2 separate regions of the Mus musculus genome follow, and region 2 is linked to region 1. Evidence: chromatin contacts called from public Hi-C data. All regions are on one chromosome and are shown on one strand. Each heading gives the region's core, a stretch centred on a gene start, on an enhancer-like site or on the middle of the called end of the contact. The rest is flanking DNA. Distances are from core to core; before and after follow the strand shown.

The links. Hi-C and Micro-C count contacts between places; a contact is called where the count stands out from the background.
Region 2: a Hi-C map of rod photoreceptor shows a contact between it and region 1, with 2.6 times the contacts expected there. The contact joins two enhancer-like sites. A contact is called at or near these places in 1 of 484 Hi-C or Micro-C datasets (rod photoreceptor) and 2 of 9 other capture datasets (liver and pancreatic islet).

The regions. Positions count from the first base shown.
Region 1 is chr7:108,962,989-108,969,451 of GRCm38.p6, reverse strand. Gm32309 (a long non-coding RNA gene) reads left to right here. Exons shown (of 3, transcript XR_003946849.1): 3 at 1-6,463. Among named protein-coding and RNA genes, the nearest start is that of Gm39067, 12 kb to the right of the region's middle. Within about 2 kb of position 2,296, at least 38 of the 459 cell types and tissues checked have an H3K27ac peak or open chromatin away from gene starts, as enhancers often do. A contact at or near this core is called in rod photoreceptor, where this site is marked.
Region 2 is chr7:109,194,095-109,200,557 of GRCm38.p6, reverse strand. No RefSeq gene overlaps it. Among named protein-coding and RNA genes, the nearest start is that of Lmo1, 22 kb to the right of the region's middle. Within about 2 kb of position 3,802, at least 41 of the 459 cell types and tissues checked have an H3K27ac peak or open chromatin away from gene starts, as enhancers often do. A contact at or near this core is called in rod photoreceptor, where this site is marked.

The DNA.
Region 1 (6,463 bases), core at 1,047-3,546:
ATGGACCGATGGAGGAAGGGCACATTAGGACAGTTATAGGGGTGGGGCAGGAGGGTTTCCCTACGTCCTTGCTACTCAGGGCCCCCACTCAGAAGAGCAGTTGAGCCACTCTACTCAGGGCAGTAGACGTGAGCACTGAAGGAAGCAGGGGTGAGTTCCCAGAGGGGAGTGAGGGTGGCAAGGCTGGGGCCATGCAGAGTTTAAGGATGTACTAAAAAACTCGCTCTACAATGAAATGTACCACTTTAATAGAAAAAACTACAAATGTGTCCACGACTAACCGATGTCTGAAAATAGTGGAGTTAGATAAGCAAGGCCAAATCCTGGGATTTTCTTGCTTGGAGATGTTTGTGCATTTGTTTTGTTTTGATATTTAAGACAATTAGTTAGTACGTGGGCTGCAGCAAGCACGTGGAAACCAGAAGAGCACGGGGGCAGGTGTGGGGGGAGAGTCACGTCTCTTTTCTCACAACAAAGATCCTGGACATTCAACTCAGGTTACGGGAATTCACAGAAACTTGACCAGCTGAGCCACCTCACTGGGTCCTGATTATTTTTCAGAGATGGTATGAAAATATTATTTTGATGTATGAGGTTTTTTTGAGTCAGTGTCTCACTATCTAGCATGGCCTAACTTGGAACTCACTGTATGTACCAGGTTGGCCTTGAACTTGTGGCAATCCTCTTGCATCAGCCCTTGGGTGCCGTGATGACAGATATTTGAGTTACCACACCTGGTTTAATTAATGGGCTTTCTAGAGACTCCTTTAATTATGCATGAGAGACAAATGCCTCTCTTACTTCATCTTTCTGGGGCCTGAAGGAGTGGGACAGTTTTGAAAATATATCAGGTGACAAAGTACCACCAGTCCATGAGCTACCTATCATCTGCCAAGTGCACAGATTCATCTCAGTTCTGAGTGTATGGCATGTAGATTCACATGTCTCTGTGATATAAAGAGAGGTTCTGGGACAAACAGGTGCCTGGCACGCACATGGCCCCTTACTCGCAGAGCAGCAGTGACTCATAAGGCAGCTTCCACTTCCTGCCCTCCCTCGGGTTGGCTGCTAAGAGGAGGGGAGGGGAAACAGGGAGGGAGTAACGGGGTGGGCAGGGAAGAGGCTGCAGTCTTTCATGACTTCCTGGGAATAGCAGGTTAGCTGTAATTGCTCGGAGCTGAGAGGCTGTTGATGAATGTTCGTAATAATCAGCCTTCAGATCTGACACAGCTCAGGCTGGGATGACTGTTTTGAATGGAAATTGAACCCAAACTAGTAATTACCCAGGTGAGCGATGCCAGTCTTCTCCTGGAGCCCTGTTCTAGACAGGGAAATGACACCTGCATGTCAACTAAGGGCTCTTTCCCAGGGCCACTCTCAAGAGAACAAGCTGGCCCAAACTCTGCCAACATGATGGGAAACAGTAGACAGGATTACCCACCCTTCTTCCTAGGAACTACTGCTCGCAAAGGATCCACCATTGCCCCTAGTCTCTAAGCAGAGTCCTATGTCCAGCCTTTCCCCTACTGCTTGGTCTAGCATCTCTGCTGACATTATCTCTCCATGTCCAAAGCAAGTGCTTCCCCCACCCACACCCCACACAAGTGCCATCTTCAAAGGTGATGCCTAGGACCCCTGGACACTGATAGATGGGAGCCTTTTGTATTGAGCTGTGGCCAGCTGTGAGGAGTGGAACACAACAGGCCCTAGTATCCATCCTGGCTTAGGCCTCTGGTCTCTATTTGCTCCTTGCTCCAGACAGAGGCCAGAAATCTGTACCTGGAAAGAGACAGCCTTCTCTGGCCCACAATGTGGTGCCTCTGAGCGTCTCATTTCATATCTGGACCTCTAGGGTGTTGGCACTACCCAGAGCCAAGCCAGAGGGGGAAGCACTACTCCCGTGTCTTATGATTTTTTGTCCTGATTCTCCCAGGGCTGCTGGATACTAAGAAAGCAAATGCTAGACAGCTAAGATGAAGTTCATACATTGGACACACCAATCTTCCACTCTCTACACTGTGCTTGGCCTAGGCCAGTTGAGAGGCCCAGAGGAGGCCTAAGCCTTTGACAATTCCTAAGGGAAGACAGATAAGTGGGCAGCAAATTACAACTAGAGGTGGGCCCTAATGGTCTCTGCCCAAGGAAACACTCCGAGCCTCAAGTCTACAGGTGTTTTTGAGAAGCCTAGGAGAGACAGGTCAGGCCAGTGGGGTTCAGTGAGTGTGAGCATAGCCTTTCAGGCTGCAGAAACACAGTAAGGAGCTGGCACCTTGAGTGCCACCTAGTGGTGTCAGAGAAGGAAGGCAGCTTCAGGTCGAGTGATGTTTCCGTCCCTATCTGTCCCCACCCCTGAACTCAAATGTGAACAGAAAGCCGAGGAAATGGATTTAGTTTTGCTCCCAAAGGCTTGGGGCTTTGAAGATAGGATATAGCATGGGGCCCAGGGTATGGAAACAGCAGAGCAGCAGGGAGGGAGGGGCTGGATCACAGGTTCCCTTTCAGGACACACTGTAGCCTTCTGAATACGTCTCTACTCTGCAGTGAATCCTACTCCTTCAGCAAGACTTCAGCTGCCACCAGCGCCTGGTTTGTCCCATGGGAAGTGGCCAGAGCCCATCTCAGCCTGTCTGAACCCTGCTGGGTTCCAGAAGGCTCAGTTTCTAGACACTCTCACTTCTTCCCAGGGAAAAGTCATCACCAGAGCCGACTGGTCCCTGAGGTAACGTTCCGAGGAGTGGTGAACACTCAGCACAGGGTATATGGGCTGTGTGGGTGGGGTGGGGATTGCACAGGGCGGAGAGAGGCAGCTGTGGGAAGACACGAGAGAATGGCCACCATGGGGTAAAAGCAGGGCAGCCTTAGGGAATAACTCACAGGGTTGCAAGGTTTTTCTTAAAGGGCCAAGGAATAAATATTTTAGATGTGTGAGCCAGATTAGCCCCACGATTGCAGGGTGAAGGAGCCTTGACAGTATCTAAAAACATAGGTTTAGCAGTGCACCAATAAACTGTTTACAAAAGTAGGCACTTGTACACTGGCTATAATGCCCTGAATCAGTACATCTGGAGAACATAGGCTCTTGCTACACACTGTTAACAAATATAGGGTGTCTATGGACGATCAGCACACTTACTGAGATCTCCAGACATGGCATAAGGTCAGGGTCAGAGCAGGACAGTCCAGGTGGGTGGTCCTAATCCTTGCCCTCAGCACTGGGGGGTCGGGGAGGGGGGAGGCACTCACCTGCTGTGAAGGTTTTGTTGCTGTTGTTATTCCACTGTCTTCCTCTAGGGGGGTCTCTCTTGGTCTAGCTGCTGCCCCTTCAACCCCTTCTCCAGCAGGAAGCCCCCAGAGCAAGGGGTGGGGATAGGGGTGAATGGGGCTGAACTGCCCCAGGGACAAACCAACAGACAGATGACACCAGGGGAAGGTGAGGTGGCCAGAGGCAGGAGGAGGAGGTGTAACCCAGCACCAAGAGCCAGAGGCCAAGAAGAGGCCAGGCTGGCCCTATTAGTCCTGTGAGCCTGGGCCCCACTGGACCCCAACTCCTACCAGAGACACATACAGCTAGCTAGCAGGGGACCTGTCCAGCTTCTCCACCCCAGCCCCTGTCTCTTTGTAGGTGACACTGGGCAATAAGATCACAAGTCCTGGATGGGGTTGGTATGCTTGTTCTCATGTTACACTAAAAGTGAGACTGAGGGAGATGCTATCGAGGCAATGCAGACACAGCACGGGCTCATCCAACATTGATACGGGCCCTGGATTGCCCCCAGAGCCCCTCTGAGCAGATGTGGGATCCCAGGTCTCAGCTTCTGGTGATGGACTGCCAAGCAGAGAAGGGTCCTCTGCCCCATAGATCACATGGGGACTTGTTCCAGGCTTTCTGGCTTTTTAAAAAATCAGACCCCTCTGGTGGATCCCCTGGGAGTACAGGACCTTGCTTACTGGACCGTATCAGTAGGCAGAGACTCCCATGAAAAGCCAGCTGTTCAGGAGGCCGTCATCACACCCAGTCGTTGATGGGTTGGGGAAAGGGAACTGTATCTATACTGTCCCACTCCCCAGTCCTATGCCTTACTCCCTCTCCTTCTATTTTCCTATGCATGTATTTCCACTCAGACACATAACACTTGCACATGTGGCCACCCTGGTGGCACGTGCACACACCTCTGTCTCCAAGGATGCACAGACCTACCTGTCTGCATGGTGTGCACATACCTCAGACATGCTCACTGGTGTCTACTCAGTGCACGTACAGATGTGCACACACACAAACCCTTTTTCCCAGGGGAGCCCAACCCTCACAGCTCTGTTCTGTGACTACTGGTGATGGATCAGAAGCTATCATGCAGGATGTCAGCCTGTGGAGAAAGGGATGTTAGCCCACTGGCAGGCCCTGGCCATCCTGGCATGGTGTGGCACTGATCTGCAGTGTCAGAGGAGTATGGAAGCAGGGCCAGGTTGGAATCCAGTCTTTACTACAGAATGGAAACTTGTAAAGAGTTAATCCTGGGCAGCCATCACTCTGATTTCCCTGACTACAAAGATGACCCTAGGCGCTGACTTCATCACCTGACCTGAACTCTGTGCCTATCATCTTATACTGGTTCTGATCTGCTGGTGTAATTCTCCAGCAGGATCCACATCTGACATCTGCTGTGGCAACAGCCCTGACAGATTGGTTACCAAAGCCTGCTGACTACCACCCCAAAACAAACACACGTATGTGCACATGCATAAATGCATGCATGCACACACCTAGAATTTTCTTTGTTCACCATTTAAGACACCAGAATACCTACCTGACACTGCAGAGGGAGGCTGATTGGGAACATGTCCCTGAACCCCCATGTGGGTGCTGTAGCTTCAAGAGAAAGAGCCCTTACCACTCAGGGTAGAGAGAAAAGAGATCTCTCTTGACTCACTGCCTTTTCAGCCAGATCCATACTGGCTGGCTGGGCTGCCTTGTCTGATCTCTGTGGAAGAGGATGTGTCTAGCCTCACAGAGACTTGATGTGCCAGGGTGGGGGGGACACACAAGGGGGTCCTCACTTGCTCAGAGGGGAAGGGGATGGGGGGATTGTATGTGGGGGGAGGGGCTGGTGACCAGGAGGTGGGCAGTGAGCAGGGTGTAAAGTGAATACATTTTTAAAAATTAAAGAAAAAAAAAAGATAGATCCCCACTGATTCCCTGTGCAATGAATCCCATTTGCCCTAACCGATCCAGAGGACTGGGTCTTGTCCTGTTAAATATCCATTAGAAGAGAAGCCTCTGGAACACAGCAGTCTCAGACCACCTGCCTCTGGAGGCCTGCCTCGCCCAGTAACTCCTGAGTTAGCACTGTCACAGGCATGGTCTCAATCCTGCCTTCCCAGGCTTCATCCCACCACCCAGCAATCACAGGACACACTGAGACAGAGAGAGGAGGATGGAGGGGGATGACCAGGAAGGAGCATCTGAGTATACTGTGTGCTGAACTGTTCTTTAATGAGGCAGCTGGACTCGGTCCCAACAATAAATAGTGCAGGAGGGTTCTACTGTCCCCACACTGTCACCCTGTCAACACCATCCCAGCACCCTGATGTCAGCGGTCATGTGTAGAAAGCACATCTGACTGCTGTTGTCCCATGTTAGCATGCTGTTACAGCCATTCAACTCCATGTTCCCTCCTCTGGGCCTCCCATGTAAGACCCATGTCCCTTCCGTAACTCCAGAGAAAATCAAAATCACTCACTCAACCTGGACTTTAGGAAAAATAATAAACCATGAAAATTACAAAAAGAGAAAAAATAGACTAGGAAAGAGACCAATGACAGAGTTCAGAAAGACTGGACTGCTCCCCACCAAGGGTTTTGAAATACCTATGAGTAGAAGAGCATGGGATATAGATGACACACAAAAAGTTACAAGACCAGCCAGGAGGTGGTGGCGCCCACTTTTAATCACAGCACTCAGGATGCAGAGGCAGGCAGATCTCTGTTAGTTCGAGGTCAGCCTTTTCTGTTCAGGGCTTCACAAAAACCCTGTCTCAAAAAACAAAACAAACAAAGAGAGAAAGAAAGAAAGGAAGGAAGAAAGCAAGGAAGGAAGGAGGGATGGAAGGATGGAGGGATGGAGGGATGGAGGGATGGAGGGAGGGAGGGAGGGAGGGAGGGAGGGAGAGAGAGAGAGAGAGAGAGAGAGAGAGAGAGAGAGAGAGAGAAAGGAAGGAGGAAAGAAAGAAAATGAAAGAAAGAGAAAAAAGTTATGACAAGACTGGGGGCCAGGGCCATTGTGTCTTTTTCCTTTCTCAAACTATTCTCCAAGTGCCTTTCTCTCTTAATAAACTCTTTCTTCTGTTACCATCTGTGCTTCTGTCCAAATCTTTTCTCAGGAACACACAAACCCAAATCCCAGTGAATGCCTTGTGGGACCCTTATCCACCTCTAACAAAGGCTATGATGCCAACCTAACCAGCCC
Region 2 (6,463 bases), core at 2,553-5,052, 230 kb before region 1:
ATACAACCAGGAGGCTGATAAAGCTCTGTAACAAGGGTTAAAACAGTGAACACAACCCCAGGTGGCAGGTGGTGTGTAAGCATTTGCTACTGCTATTCTAGATGAGAGGGAAACAGGTCATTGACTGGTCTCATGTTTTTCAGGGTTGGCTTTGGGGGAGGGGAGAGAACCAAGAGAGAGGCCCATGCAGTGTCCACGCAGAGATGGCCTGGACTGAGGGTTAGAAAAATAGATGAAATAAAGAGCTGGGAGGGTGTGAGCAGAATGGGTGTGGTGGGGAGTCAAGGGACAGGTGGAGAAGTTAGTTTGGGCAGCTCCCCATCATCTGCACAATTCTGAATTGTCTTACTTAGTTTTATTGTACCTACCAAGGTCTCAGCACATCATTCTGCGCACGTGTGTGTGTGTGTGTGTGTGTGTGTGTGTGTGTGTGTTTCAGGCATGTGTGTTTTGCTGAGCTCAGAGCACTGTCTGATAGGATGCCAGAAAGCTCTGGTTCCCAGTTCTCATCTAGAAGCTGAGCCCCTTCGTACTCAGTCACTAGGGAGCTATCTCTCACTACCTCACTCCATCTCTTGATCCATCCCTAATGTTCTGTTTCTGTTTGCTGGCTTTTCCTCGAGTATCCTGCAGTCCTCCCCAGTACACCTCCAGGTTGGTACCCTAGAGCTTCCATTTGCCAGTGACTCAAGGACTGCCCCCTGGGCAGCTCAAGCCCCATATCAGGGCCTGATTTGTCAGCAGTCACAGACTCAGAGCAATGCCCTCTGGCTGACCAATACCTCTCTCTATGTGTAAGTGGCTCTACTGACCATGAAGGATTCCCACCCCCAACATCTCTACCCATGACCAAAGAATCCCTTTGTGAAGGTGGCTGGTGAACTCTGGACTTTAACTTCCTGGCCCATATTTTGCCACCCTTTGGACAGGACACCTCTGAGACAGAGCTGCAGGAGAAGATCTCCAGGCAGCTAGACACCATGACATTTTAAGGGGGTTACTCAAGTCCTTGGGGGAGGCAGTCAATCCTACTCAGGACACAAGTCACCCTTCTTTCCTGATGATGGAAGGTCTTCCAGGTGCTGTCTTGGTCTCTTTTTCCAACAGGTTAGAGACCATAGCTACAGGTATTCATTACTTTCTCATTGCAGCAACAAAACGCCTGAAAATAGAAATTAACCTGGAGAAGGAAGTTTATTTCGGTTCACAGGTTCGAGAACATGGTTCTTCCTGGTGGGGAAGGCAAGATATCAGGAACAGGAGAAAGAGAGAGAGAGAGACAGAGACAGACAGACAGAGACAGACAGACAGAGACAGAGAGACACAGAGAGAAAACTGGTCAGAAGCCATTCACAGCCAAGAAGCAAAGAAGTGAATGTTGGTGCCAGCTTCTGCCCTCATTTTACTCAGCCTGGGACCCTGCCTGGGGAATGATGGTGCCTACATTCTTCCCATGCCAGTTAATCTAATCTAGAAACTCTCATGGGCAAACTTGTCTCCAGGATGATTCTAGATTGGTCAAGTTAACAGTCAATATGAGCTTCACTTCAGCTTTCCCATTTTGGCCATCAAGCTCTCTGTCACCCTCTTCTGCAAGGAGACTGTAGTGTAGCCAAGCCAACTCTCCCTCCGTCCTGGTCTCAGAGGGCTAGCTTCCCACCCCTCTCACTCCTGTATTTGCTAGCCAGTTTCTGGACCACCCGTTCTAGGAGACAGCCTCCCTAACCTACCCCCATATCTCCTTCTTTTCTCTGTGTTCCTGCACACACACACATGTACATGCACACAAACACGCACACACAGCCATCCACGGGTAAGTTGAACACCTCAGGCTGAGGCCCTAGGCCTTTCTTCTGCATGGCTCCTCCAGCGTCTACACTCCTGCCTTCCCTTCTCTGTGCCCTGTGGTAGGATATTAATCCATGAGAGTGCGAACTGAGTGCCTGGACTACGAACACTTCAAAGAGGAAGACAGAAACTAAGGCCTCGAGCCCAGACCCATGCCTGCGTGGGATGCTTCAACCCTGCAAGGGCCTTGGTGGCAGCAGCCCTGAGTTGGACTTAGAGGGTCCTGGGGGGGCCTTTTTGGTAGACAAACCTGGCCTTGAGCAAGAAGGCTCAGCTGCATCTAAAAGAAAGGCACTACCCATTAAAGTCCATTAACTTTAACACTGAAATCAATGTTGCAGCCACCAGAAGTAATTAGCTTAATTCACATTTCAGATCAGATTTTTTTTTGAAAAACCAAGTTTAATTACATTGAAAAATGACAACTTCATTTCCCTCTCTGTATAGGTCCCCCCGATGTTCCCTGTACTTTCATTAAAAAGAGGACTGGTATAAGGTTGGCTTTTTGTTTTTTCCAATGCCATTAAGCAAAAGAATAGCTTTGGCTATCCAGAGCTAATAAATCCAAAAGTTCAAGGGGCTTGGAGCATTTCCCTTCTGCATTTCAGGGTAAAGCCTGTGGTTTTAGGGCTGAGAGGATCCTGTGGGGAATCTGAGGTGGACAGAGTGACTCTTAAAGATCATTGACCCATTTTAAAAATGGGCAAACTGAGGACTGGCTGAGGCAGAAGAGCCACTCAGAAGCCTCTTGTCCTGTGGATGCTAGGTACAAGGGATAACAAGAGATGTTCCTACCATCCAGGAGGGGCTGTGATGAGTTATGCATAAATAACTGGAGGGATCCAAAAAGGCTAGGCAGAGGGGATGGCAGCAGAAATATCCAGGACCATCTAGAAGGATCTAAGACTTAGCAGGTGAAAGAGGAGAAGGCTGTATTCAAGGGACAGGGAAAGGTGGCAGCAAAGTCCAGAAACTTAACTTTAGGAGACTCTGGGGTGTCATCTTGGATCAGTGATGCCCACACAAGGCTCTCGTGTGTCATGAAATCCAGGGTGCCACAAGACACCTCACTGCAACTTTTCAGGAGCCCTCCATAAGAAGGAATTGGGGTTCACAGCAAATGAAAGATGGCAGCCAAGAAGCTACACCATATCATCCCATCCTGCCAACATCCCTCCAGCAGCACTCCAGTCCCTACACAAGCGCCGTAGCACCCTCATTCCCAGCCTCCCTGGAATCAGCCTGCCCTGTGGCCTCACCCCTAACACATGCAGGAGCCTCCCCAGCCACAACTTGGTCCCATGTGTTTGTTTAAGAGGCTGCCATGGTGCTAATTGCTCTGTTTATTCCTGTTCTCCAAATGCACACCGTCCTGTAGGCATTTGCTCCAATGGCTCTGGGTGCCTGGTCTTGCTTGATTTTCTTCTGTGGGGGATGGGAGTTGGGAGTTGGGGACCATATCCCTTTGACCTATATTTCATAGCACTGCCCTTCTGGGGCCACAGAACCAGGCTCAGAGGTTGTTCCCATCTCTTTTCTGGGCTCTGGTGTGGGTCTGGGGAGCACAAGCTTACAGCTGGGGGGCTAGGCTGCAGCCTTTCTCTCCATGGATTCATGCTTCTGTTTTCCCAGCAGCCCCCGTGGCCAGCAAAGCAAGCATGAGCTCATTGGTTGTGCAGTCTGGCCTGCCCTGTTCTCTAAGTAAAGGAACAACCTAGATGAGAATGCTGTGCTTCGCTGGATCTCAGAAGATGAGGCAATAAACGGGAGCCATCCCAGCCTTCAGGGATCCCCAAGAGGGCCGCTCAGCCAGGCGGGGGCTCCCACCTCAAGCTGCTCCATTGTGTGGGCTTGCAGAGCGGGTGTGGGGAGGGTGACCGGTCCAGCTTGCTGGGGTCTTCTCATCATAGCCCCTTGCTGAAAGGCCCCACCCCCCTCCCCTGGGCCCCAGCAGCCAGGCCAGGGTCAATGGGATTAAAGGCTCAATTCAGGCCAGTCAGTTCTCTGGTAACACGATTTCATTAGAGGCAGGCAGGGAGGAGAATGGACGGAAACAGCTGGTGTATAAATTATAAAGTCTACTTTGTACTGACTGAGCACACCTTTCCCCAGCCACATGACTAATTAATGTGGCGGGGAGTGGACTTGAAGTCAAATTGCCTTTCCCCTACTCTCCTGGGGCTTGGTTAACAACAGGTCCCTGCAAAGCTGGGAGAAGGGAAGATTATGCAAAGCTATCATCATATGAAAATAGCGTATTAACATACTGCCTGTGAGCTGTGTCCAATCAGTTCCCTCCCAGTGGCCTGTGTAGGAAACAATTAGAATAGCATTTCTACCACGCTTCTTTAATACATTTTGGCATTAATATAATCAAGGAGTGGGGGCCCAGACATCTTGCAAGCGAGGTTTTCTGTAGCACCCTGGGGTGCTGGAGGGGCTGGGAGAGAGCTTGGCTGGGCTCCTCTGGACCAGAACCTTGGGCCCAGGGCCCTGGAAAGACGAACTCTGGCAGCTGCCCATAGCCTTGGTTCTCAGGCTGTAGAGTTTCCTTCCCTTTGAACAAGGGCCACAGATCCCCTGGGCTCCTCCGCCAGTCCCAGCAACAACTCCAGGGTCAAGGTGATCCTTCAAGACGCCAATCATATCTTTTAATTCCTGCTTAGATCCTTCTCATTGACTTCCTATCTCCCTGCTCGTAAAATTCACATTCCTCACTGAGGCCATGGTCCAGCCCCTGTCTGCTTCTCCAGTTTCCAAGCCTGGTTCTCCTCACTGTGACTCCATGGACCTTCAGCTACCTGGCCTGCTATTGGTTCTTCAGAACCACTTAAGATCCAGGCGGCCCTAGACCCTTTGCACACACTCTTCTCCTATCTGCTCTGATGTGATGATTTTCCCTGTTTTGTTCTACAGGTCTTGGCTCCTGATCTGCAGGGGCCACCCCAGTCTCCACCTCTGCTTTTCCTCACCTCAGGTATTTTGTGCATGGATTGACCCTGTTCCCCATTGCTTGCTTGCTGCTTCTCTCTCTAGAATGTAAGCTCCCAGAGAGGACAGGGACTTGTTTGCTTGGTCATTACTCTGGTTCAAGTACTACAGTAGCTACTGGCACGTAGTAGGTGCTTAGCTTTATTAATAGATGATAAAATGAATTGGTGGGTTCTGTCCTAGATTCCAGGATTGGAGGATCAAGGAGTCCTGGTGAGAATCTTACCTTTGCTTCTATCTCTGTTCATAGTCCCGGGCAACCCATCTTGCCTTCTTCCTAGCCAAGCCTTCACTTGGCATCTGTTGACTGCTTTATCTTGAAGATCTGGGAGATGCAGGAACCATGTATGATTCTGCCCTGAGGGGTCCAAGGCCTACTTGTGAAGACAAGTCTAAATATGAGAAAAGACCAACTGCCTGAACCAGGACTTGAACACAGAGGTGCAGGGGATAAAAGGTGGAGCCAGGACCTCTGTTTCCTTATCTGCAAGTCCCAACACTGTCAAAGTCACTTTGGGGTTTTATTGTGTCCATTTCAGAGATGGGAAAACTGAGGCATTCAAAGAGAACAAAGAGTTCCCTAGGGGATAACCTACAGCAAAGTCAAGACCAGGTCCAGCCCATGGGCCATGTATTTGTGAAGTGACAGAACCCCTATCCCCTCTGTCACCAGCAGACTCACTTTCCCTGGGGACCCAGCTCACCCTTGGCACTGACATAGCAGTCCTGAAAATGAAAAACAAATCCTGATTTGTGTGTGCCCGCCTGTGTGTACAACTTTAGCAGTCATCCTGTAGGTGACACCCACTTTGATATTTTGAGACAGTGCCTCTCACTTGCTTGGAACTCACTCACCAAGAAGACTAAGCTGGTGAGCTAACACGTCCCAGGGATCCGCCTGCCTGCTGGAATCCTGTGCTGGGATTATAAGATCACACAGTATTGCACTGTTGCACTGGATTTTTACATGGGTTCTGGGTATTGAACTTAGGTCCTTGTGAGGCAAGAACTTTACCAACAGCTCTTTCCAAAGCCCAAGAGCCCTATCCTTTTTCTCTTTTCTTTTGAGACAGGGTTTCTCTGTGTAATCTCAGCTGTCCTGGATGGAACTCACTCTGTAGACCAGGCTGACCTCTGCCTCCCAAGTGCTGGGATTAAAGGTATATGCCACCATGCCCGACTAAGAACCCTAATCTTGAAGAATGTTCTTCCTTCCCTCTCAGCCCTTTGGAAAAGCTCTGTATAGCATCCTTTCCCAGAAACTTGGACCTGGTCAGAACCGTCTAGAAGTAGCTCAGTACCACTCTCCACTCTCCAGGGCTTGTGTGAGCAGAGACAACCTCTTGATGTTCCTTCCCTAACTTACTCTGACACCCAAGAAGCTCACCCCCACTGAACCCTGATCTCCACACTCAGTGTCACCAGCCATATGACCTACAAATGTCCCTGGCATACCACATGCCAAGTACTAGCCCAGGAGCCAGAGACAGGAGGAAAAAGGAATGGTTTTCCCCCACAGAGAGACACGTATCCCAGCTCCTAGGCTACAGAAAATATTCAGGTGGCAATAAATACTGTGCACACAAAGCCAGCAGGGGAAGGGGACAGGAGTGGGGAAGGGAAG